Linked DNA regions of Mus musculus: region 2 is linked to region 1. The links are chromatin contacts, called in public promoter capture Hi-C maps. All regions are on one chromosome and are shown on one strand. Each heading gives the region's core, a stretch centred on a gene start, on an enhancer-like site or on the middle of the called end of the contact. The rest is flanking DNA. Distances are from core to core; before and after follow the strand shown. Region 1 has its middle 13 kb from the start of Tob2. Region 2 overlaps Srebf2 (sterol regulatory element binding factor 2).

Evidence for each region. Promoter capture Hi-C pulls out the DNA fragments that hold promoters and counts their contacts.
Region 2: a promoter capture Hi-C map of liver shows a contact between it and region 1, with 3 times the contacts expected there. The contact joins two enhancer-like sites. A contact is called at or near these places in 3 of 39 promoter capture datasets (liver, pre-B cells and stem cell-derived epiblast-like cells) and 1 of 115 datasets of contacts at active chromatin or transcription factors (embryonic stem cells).

What each region holds. Positions count from the first base shown.
Region 1 is chr15:81,843,365-81,847,663 of GRCm38.p6, forward strand. It overlaps the pseudogene Gm8444. Among named protein-coding and RNA genes, the nearest start is that of Tob2, 13 kb to the right of the region's middle. Within about 2 kb of position 2,112, at least 118 of the 459 cell types and tissues checked have an H3K27ac peak or open chromatin away from gene starts, as enhancers often do. A contact at or near this core is called in liver, where this site is marked.
Region 2 is chr15:82,182,456-82,186,754 of GRCm38.p6, forward strand. Srebf2 (sterol regulatory element binding factor 2) reads left to right here. Exons shown (of 19, transcript NM_033218.1): 11 at 2,809-2,978. Among named protein-coding and RNA genes, the nearest start is that of Mir33, 14 kb to the right of the region's middle. Within about 2 kb of position 2,301, at least 30 of the 459 cell types and tissues checked have an H3K27ac peak or open chromatin away from gene starts, as enhancers often do. A contact at or near this core is called in liver, where this site is marked.

The DNA of each region.
Region 1 (4,299 bases), core at 862-3,361:
CGAAGAGGATACAGCTGCTCCTTCCGCTGCTGCTTCTTGGTCTTCAGCTTCTCCTCGTGCTTGGTGAGCCGGCGGCACATGGCTCTAGTCTTCTTGGGTTGCAGGTCTAGGGGCTTGCATTTCTTGCCCTTGAAGAATTTCCTGAGGTTTTCTTTTTGAGTTTGGCTAATAACAGTGAGGACTTGGGCGATAGATTTGCGAACCACTCGTATCTTGGAGAGCTTGGATGTGGCGCCGCCTGTCACTTTGGCGACCCGAAGCTGGGACAATTCCACCTTCAGATCGCCCAGTTGTTTCAACAGCTCCTCCTTCTTCTTGCCGCGCAGTCCAGAGCCTTAATCTTGGCCATTTCGGCGTTGTTCATGGCTGAAGCAGCCTGGTTCGAGAGTTGTTTTGCTTTTTAATGTCAAAACAAAACAGAACAAAAAAAAACCCAAAATATTTATTTTTAGCTTATTATTATATATTTAGTATTATTATATTATTCTTATTATGTTAGTAAGAGCTGTCTTGGAACTTGCTATGTAAACCAGGCTGGCCTTAAACTAACAGAGATCCCCCTACCTTTAATCTCAAAGGCAGACCTTTGTCTCCCCATCACTGAGATTAAAGGTATGCTCCATTCTCAGCTTGTTTCGACTTTAATTATGTGTGTGTGTATAGGGCCTGTGTGTACAGATGAGTACAGTGCTCTCAGAGTCCAGAGGCATTAGATTCCGCTGGAGCTGGAGTTACAAGCAGTTGTGACCTGAGCTAACATAGATACTGGCAACTGAGCCATCTTAACTGCTGAGCCATCATCTTCAGCCGCTGTAATTATCTTTTTTTTTTTTAATGTGTATGAATGTTTTGCCTGCATTTAAACATGTATACCATGTGCTTGACTGGTGTCCAGTCTCCTGGAACTGTGCCACTAGGAATTGAACCTAGTTCCTCCGGGACAGCACCTAGTGCTCTTAACCATTGGGCCATCCAGCCTCTTCTGTAATTATCTCTAGCGGCCAGTCTTACCATGTAACTTGAAAAGAAAACAGTTTTTACACAGCTTTGGTAGCACAAGTTACTGCCTGGTGAACATTCTGGTTTTCCAGAGCCTGCCCAACACCTTCCGGTTCCCTGTCTCATGTAAACTAGGTTGGCTTCAAACTCCCTGTATAGTCAAGGATGGCCTTGAACTCCACCTCCCAAGCACTGGGATTAGAGGCCTGCGCCAGCTCCCCAGTTTATATAATGCTAGAGACCAAACCCAGGCCTTCACGGATGCTAGGCAAGGACTTTACCAGGTGACCTTCATCTCCAGCCCCATGGGTTTTGTTTGTTTGTTTGTAGTCCAGAGAACCTCACATCAAGAGACAAGAATCGTGTCTTCTGGCTGGGCATGGTGGCGCACGCCTTTAATCCCAGCACTAGGGAGGCAGAGGCAGTCGGATTTCTGAGTTTGAGGCCAGCCTGGTCTACAAAGTGAGTTCCAGGACAGCCAGAGCTACACAGAGAAACAAAACAAAAATCATGTCTTCTATGCGTCTGGTATTTTTCTCATGTCTAAAAAAGTGTCAGAACTAACGAGGGCAGCTTGTTTTTTTTTTTTTTTTTTTTTTTTTGAGACCAAGTTTCCCTGTGTAGCCCTGGCTGTCCTGGAACTCACTCTGTAGACCAGGCTGGCCTTGAACTCACAGAGATTCACCCCCTCCTACCCATACCCCCCACTCCTGGTTAATGGGATCAAAGGCATGCACTATTGCCACCAGGTTTTATTTTTGTTTTTGACGGTGGTATCGCATGCTTCATTAGGCAAGCGCTGTACCACTGAAGCATTCCTGACTCCAAGCTGAGTGCTCCAGTGTGAAGTAGAGTGGATTAGGTCAGGGTAGAGCTAGAAGAGCCCAGAGGTCCAGGCTGTAGCCAGGCTCCTTCTCCTGGTCAGCCTTCCCTAGTTCTGTTGCAGCCCAGGAGTAGTTAGGATAGGTCATTGTGTGTAGATGGTGTCTCAGCTGTTCTGGGGTCCTGCCTAGGAACTAGCCCATCATTTCACCCTTTCTAGGCAGGGATGATGTCACAGCACAGGGGACTCACTAGAGCAGGGAGAAGCATTGGCCAGAAACGGCTCAGATGGCCTAGCTGGAGAGGGACCTGACCCTACCATTGCTTATTGTACAAATGAGATGGACATCAAGAGAGTTTCAAGGTCACACAGTAAATTGGCAGCTTTGAGGACCTAGAACCTACTTTTTTCTTTTTTTTCTTTCTTTCGTTTTCTTTTTTTTTTTCCCCTGGCAGTGAAACTCCCTAAATTCAAAGTCATGTTGCCCAGGGGGCTTAGAGACTTTTCTGGCTGCACCCAGGCAAGACCTGGCCAGACTGATCAGGCCCAGGGCAGGGAGGAGGGGTGTGTGTGTTGGCTCACAGGGAAAAGGCCACAGAGTGTCATCCCTGTGGCCTAAGGACACTGACTCAGGCAGACAATGACAAGGGAACAGGGTTCAGTGACTCACCCCTATTTCTCTATCTGCCTCTCCAGGGAGGAACTCCCGGGAGGCTGCAGGGACACATGTCAAAGGCTCCTCCTATCCCGAGGCAAGGGGCTGGGCCCCAGGAGAAGGGCAGAGCTCCACATCCTCTTGCTGAGACAAGCAGCCTCGGCTAACTAGGCAAAGGGCAGGGCAGGTGCAGCTCAAGGCTTCCTTTTCCACCCCAGCTTGGGTTTCGGCCTGTTTGCTGATGCAGGGGAGGTAGAACTGGGCTGGGCTAGCCAGAGCATCTAGGATGGACAATAAAGCGGTGATGAAAATGATACTTGCCTGGTTTAATCCAGACCGGCCAGTGTGATCAGCCTCGTCCACCCATTATTGCCTTTTCATAAGGAGATGCAATTCACCCCGCCTTAGAGAGGAGAGGATGAGGCGTGGAAACAGGGGGGAGCCGTGTGCTCAAGGCCTCAAAGCTGTAGCATGTCAGGATGGGACTGGAACCCGTGTTGAAGGGGGTCTACTCTTCCTGACAGGCTCCCCTGGAGAGAGGGAGAGAGAACCTTGTGTTTCTCTTCAGTAGCAAACATGTAGTCTTTTGGTACTTCCAGGAAACCTGGGGGCTGTCTTGAAATTGATCTGCTACCTGTAGTCCCAGGACAGAATCTCATGCACAAGTGGGGAAAGCCTTTGGGGAGGAAGAACTCTTTCTCAGCCAACCAAAACATACATTTATTTATTTATTCATTTATTTATTCATTTATTTATTTTTAAGACAGAATTTCGAGTCCTCCTCCTCCTCCTCCTCCTCCTCCTCTTCCTCCTCAATATGCTTAGTGGCAAGTGACCTTAACCATTGAGTCACTTCTCTGGCTTCCACCACGTATTCTTTCTAGCTCAAGCAGCCCCTTGAGCCTCTAGGTCTCCTCCCTAGGACTCTTCAGAGCCACTGAGCTGTTTGGGACTAAGTGGAGGTCTGAATGCAATGAGGGTGCTGTGGGGGAACCGGCTGGGGCAGACTGTTCCAATCTGTAGTGTCCCACCCTTGAACTGGAAGGGCTCGCTGTTCCAGAAGCCTCAGACCCTGGGCTGCGCATCGCCCAGACCCTTCGTGTCCAAGTACGGGACATGGAGTGGAGCAGGGTGATCCTGCTGAGTCAGGACCCGTGTTTCCATAAACAGCCCTGCTGACAGGCAACCTGGACCTGAGGCGTGGGGCAGGCTGGCCTTCTGTCAGGACCTCTGCAATTGGCCCTGTGTAGACCAAGCTCTCCCTTTGTTCCACAGGCTCTGTGGAAGGAAAACGGGTTGACCTCAGTGTGGCTAGGACCTTGTCTTAGTGGATGTTCGGTTGGACATTTTTTTTTTTTTCCCTGAGTCAGGATTTCTGTGTGTAGCCCCAGCTGTCTGGAACTTGCTCTGTTGACTAGTGTGGCCTCAAACTCAGAGATCTGTATGCCTTTGACTCCCAAGTGCTGGGCTAAAGGTGTGCACCACCACCGCCTGGTTGGTTTGAGGTTTCTAGCTATAGCTCAGGTTTGGGTGGTGAGGGCTTGCCCACCTTGCCCCAGATTTTCTTCCCTGGTACTCAGTTCGATCAATTATCTTGAGATGCCACACCTGTGAAGGCAGGCGATTCATAAGGGCCTGCCACTACCCTCTATTGATGGACCAAATAAGAAAGTCAGATAGGACTCACCACCTCAGCTGGCTACTTATTAATTTTGTAAATTTAGAGAAGGAACCTAACTTGGAAGCCACTTCTAAGCTTTAAAATGGATATAATGTCTTTCTCATGGGCTGCCCTGAGGATGAAATAAATCAGTGATAACCC
Region 2 (4,299 bases), core at 1,051-3,550, 340 kb after region 1:
TTTATGTGTATAGATGTGTACCACGTGTGGGGGCAATGCCTAGTGGAGGCCAGAAGAGGGCGCCAGATCCCCTGGAACTGGAGGTGCCTGTGGTTGTGAGCAGCCATGTGGGTGCTGAGAATTGAACCTGGGTCCTCTGGAAGAGCAGCAAGTGTTCTTAACCACTGGGCTATCTCTCCAGCCTTGAGCTTAACTATTTCGAAGATGGACTTGGGTGTAGATGCACATGCCTTTAATCCCAGCTCTCAGAGACAGGTGGGTAGATTTCTGAGTTCGAGGCCAGTCTGGTCTACAGAGTGAGTTCCAGGACAGCCAGGATTACACAGAGAAACCCTGTCACAAAGAACAAAACAAAACAGAACAAGCCCCCCCCCTTTTTTTTTGTTTTGTTTTGTTTTGTTTTGTTTTGTTTTGTTTGAGACAGGGTTTCTCTGTATAGCCATGGCTGTCCTAGAACTCACTTTGTAGACCAGGCTGTCCTCGAACTCAGAAATCCGCCTGTCTCTGCTTCCAAAGTACTGGGATTAAAGAATGTGCCACCACCGCACGGCAAAAACCCCTTTTCTAAGATGAACATTATTCACAGTACTGTCTCTCCACACTTAAGCATGGCCGGATACACATACTACAATCCCAGCACCAGGAAGGCTCAGGAGTGCAGGATCGTCCTGGGCCAACCTGGGCTACATGAGACCTTGTCTCAAAAAAAAAAAGGAAGAAGAAGAGATAGGACTAGCAAGGTGGCTCAGTCAGTAAGGCCCTTGCCACCGAGCATAATGACCTGAATCAACCCCAGTGACTCAGTGGCAGGAGCCAACTAAGTCCCCCACGACGTGCTTGGACTTACACACGTCCATGGTACACGCAGACACATAAAATAATAAGTGTTTAAAATTAAAAGTGCGGATTATGATGGCTCTTGGTTTCCTGCTCAGGAGTTTGGTTTGTTGACAGAACTGAGAGAAACGGGAGGAAAGGCCATTTGCCAAGCCAGGCTGTGCTGCCCTGTGCTGGACAGTTGCCGTGAGACATGGAGGAGAAATACCTGGTAGACGTTGGACCTGTGGAGTCTGCGGCCCAACTGATGGGCCCTGGGCCTTCAAGGGAGCCCATGAAAGGGACCTCTCATGCAGAGGACGGGTGGGGCAGTGTAGTCAAGACGGGAACTGTGTAACTAGACATCGTGGCACATCCTTTAATCCCAGCACTGGGGAGGCAGAGGCGGGTACGACTCCGAGTTTGAGACCAGCCTGGTCTACAGAGTGTTTCAGGTCAACCAACGGCACATGATGTCTCAGAAAAACAAACAGACCCTGCCCGAGAGGGATGTCAGTCAAAGGTCAGAGGAGAGTTTGTCAAAGGTCAGAGGTGTTTGGCCCTTGGGTAAGAGGGACAGGGTAAGGACAAACGATTGAAGAGACGATTGCTGCTGCTGTACCCATGAGCAGTAGGTGAAGTCCAGAGCTACCTGCTGCTTTGAGCTTTAGCCAGAGGGGAGCAGCCTGAGGTGAGCTTGCGGCTTTGCCAGGAAATCCCCACCTTCAGCTTTGTCCTGCTCCTCAGCTCTGTCCTGCAGCACTGCTTTTGTTCTTGGGTTTTGCCCCCTCATGGCGCCCTGAGAACAGACTCCATGCCCGATCTCCGACCACGAGACTAAGCTGCTCAGTTTTAGAGTTCCAACTAGAACGGTTTCCATCAGCCCGTGTCTACACTCGCTGACCATTCCCTCCCCCCAGGACCTAGGGGCCTCTGAAGGGACAGGGCTGACCCCAGCGTGGCTCTCGTACTGTGCTCTGTCCTCTCTGAAGGAGAAAGCTTAGAGTTTTGTGGGGAAAGCAGATAGCCCACACTAATACAGAGTGACCTCAGGCACTAGGAGCGCCTCCTGCTTATCATAAGGACGCAGCTGGTTACGAGGCCCCCTCAGCTGGTGAGGACAAGAGGCCATGGAGGCCCTGAGGTCAGAAGGCTGCAACTCTGTGAAAGCTCAGGACAGCTACAATGGGGCCTTGGGCCTGTGCCAGGGGCACCTTGTCTGTCCCCTGACCTCACGGTATAAACTATCTCCCTGCTGATCCAACCAGTGTGTGACTAGCATTGTCTCGCTCTGTTTCCCTTCTGTGAAGTATGTAGGAGGAGGGTAAGGAAACCAAGAGCCACTTGGGTTTTGTGTTGTTTTCATTGTCTCCCTTCAAATATTTGGAAATTTAGCCCTTTACCAACAGAATGTGGCCGTGCTAGTGACAGGGCTTTGGGAAGGATTGCACCACACACCTGACTTCTGTCCAGTGACCAGCACTCCTAGCAGCTAATCCTAACAGTAACCACAAGCCAAGTTCCAGTCGGTAGGAGAGGCAGGGAGCCACATAGCTAGTAACTTGCTGAGCCTGCATCCCGTCCGCACCTTTGCACCTTTCTGAGCACAAAGGCCACTTCTCGTCTCCTCTGGCACCTCTTTGACACAAATAAGAGGAGATGTTTGCTTTGGTTCTCGGTTTGCAGAGTATAGTCCTTCGTGGCCAAAGGCAGCTTTCAGCCACAGAGAGAATGCGGAGTCAGCCTGGATCTGGAGGTGTGCGGTAGTCCTCAAAGGCCCGCCCCAATAGCTCCCATCTGTCACCTAGGCCCACCTTATAAAGGCAACACAGTCTGCCCAGGTGGGGAGTGCCACCAAGTGCAGACCCCGTGCTAAAACCCCTGAGTCTGTAGGTGACGGTTTACAATCGCTGTTAATGATTGTACTGGAGAGGCAATGAGACTGTCGTCTTGGAGACTGTTGACATGAGTGTCTGTTTCTGCCCGCCCTAGGGAAGCTTCCGGCGGGATCTGCCTGTTCAGATGTGCACATGGCTCTGTGTGCTGTGAACCTGGCCGAGTGTGCGGAGGAGAAAATCCTACCAAGCACACTGATTGAGATCCACCTGACAGCGGCCATGGGGCTCAAGACCCGCTGTGGAGGCAAGCTGGGCTTCTTGGCTGTGAGTACTGTTCAGTTCCTGTATTATTGGCTTACTTTCCCCCGTCCCTGTGGTAAAGTAGCTTTTGGAAAGGGTATGGTCCATCAAGGCAGAGAGGGTGTGGCAGCAGCGACAGGCCATGCCTAATTACACTGCAGTAGCAGTTAGGAATCAGATAAACCAGGAACAGGGGCCAGCCTACACCCCTCATAGTGACCTCTGTATCCCTATATAATTCCCAATTATACCATGGCCAAAAAGTTCCACAGCTCCCCAAATTGGGGACCACCAGCTGGGGACCAAGTATTCAGACACACGAGCCTATGGGTGACATTTTGCAGTCAGGCCATAATGTTTCCCTGAGTGCTTTCCCATCCTGGGCCTAAAAGCAGAATGCACCCTGCCACTTGAAGGATTTGGGGGGGGGGGTCACTTGTTCTTCCACAAAGGCAAAGAGTGATGAAGAAAATGCAGCAAGATGTCCCCCTTGCTGGGCTTTTCAGGCAGAGAGCCTTACGGGGACATTCTGGTGCACTGAAGTAAAAGCCTCAGTTCATAGAAATACACAGCATGTCTGTCTGTCTATCTGTCTCTCCACCCCCCCACCCCCGTGGGATTCATGTGTAACTCATTTTCAGAGTCTTATTACATCTCCTGTCTGTTTATCTACAGACTGTTTTGAGGGAATACCTTGTATTGATTGATCTCGGGACTATAGATCCACAAATAACAAAGAGCAGCGCTCTGCAGAGCTCGCAGGGCAGCTGCGAGGTGGGAAGTTAGGGAGTGCTTCCCTCGTCGCCTGGCACAGGACGGGGCCTGCGCTGGTTGTTCACAGCTGGCTAATTCCCAACCCTCACTATCGCTGGTTCACAACATCTGCTGACCTCGGGCTTTCTCTTACTCCAGCAGAGAGAGCCACATTTCCCTCAGTGCCCCACTTTGCATAGATAACTGAACACACTGGAATATTTTATCTCTGCCTGTCACCACTTGGTAATGGAGGTGATACTCTGAGAACAGACGGAGAACATGTGTGTGGTAACGCTGATCTTTTGCCACAAGTGTATCATGGTAGTCTACGTGACAGGGCGTAAGGAAACTAACTCTCCCCTCCGCTTTTATAAATAAATGAGACATGCATCGGTTGACTTATCCAGCATATTTTATTTTACTCCTGTTCTGGACCAGGCACTCCGGAGCAGATAGTAGAGAAAAATGTGTTAACTGGCAGGACACCCAGGCGGGTTCAGGCTTGCAGAAAGACATGTGGGTAAGCTCAAAGACAGGACCATTGTGTCACCCCAAAGCCCCACTTAGCTTCATTAGGCGCCATCATTGC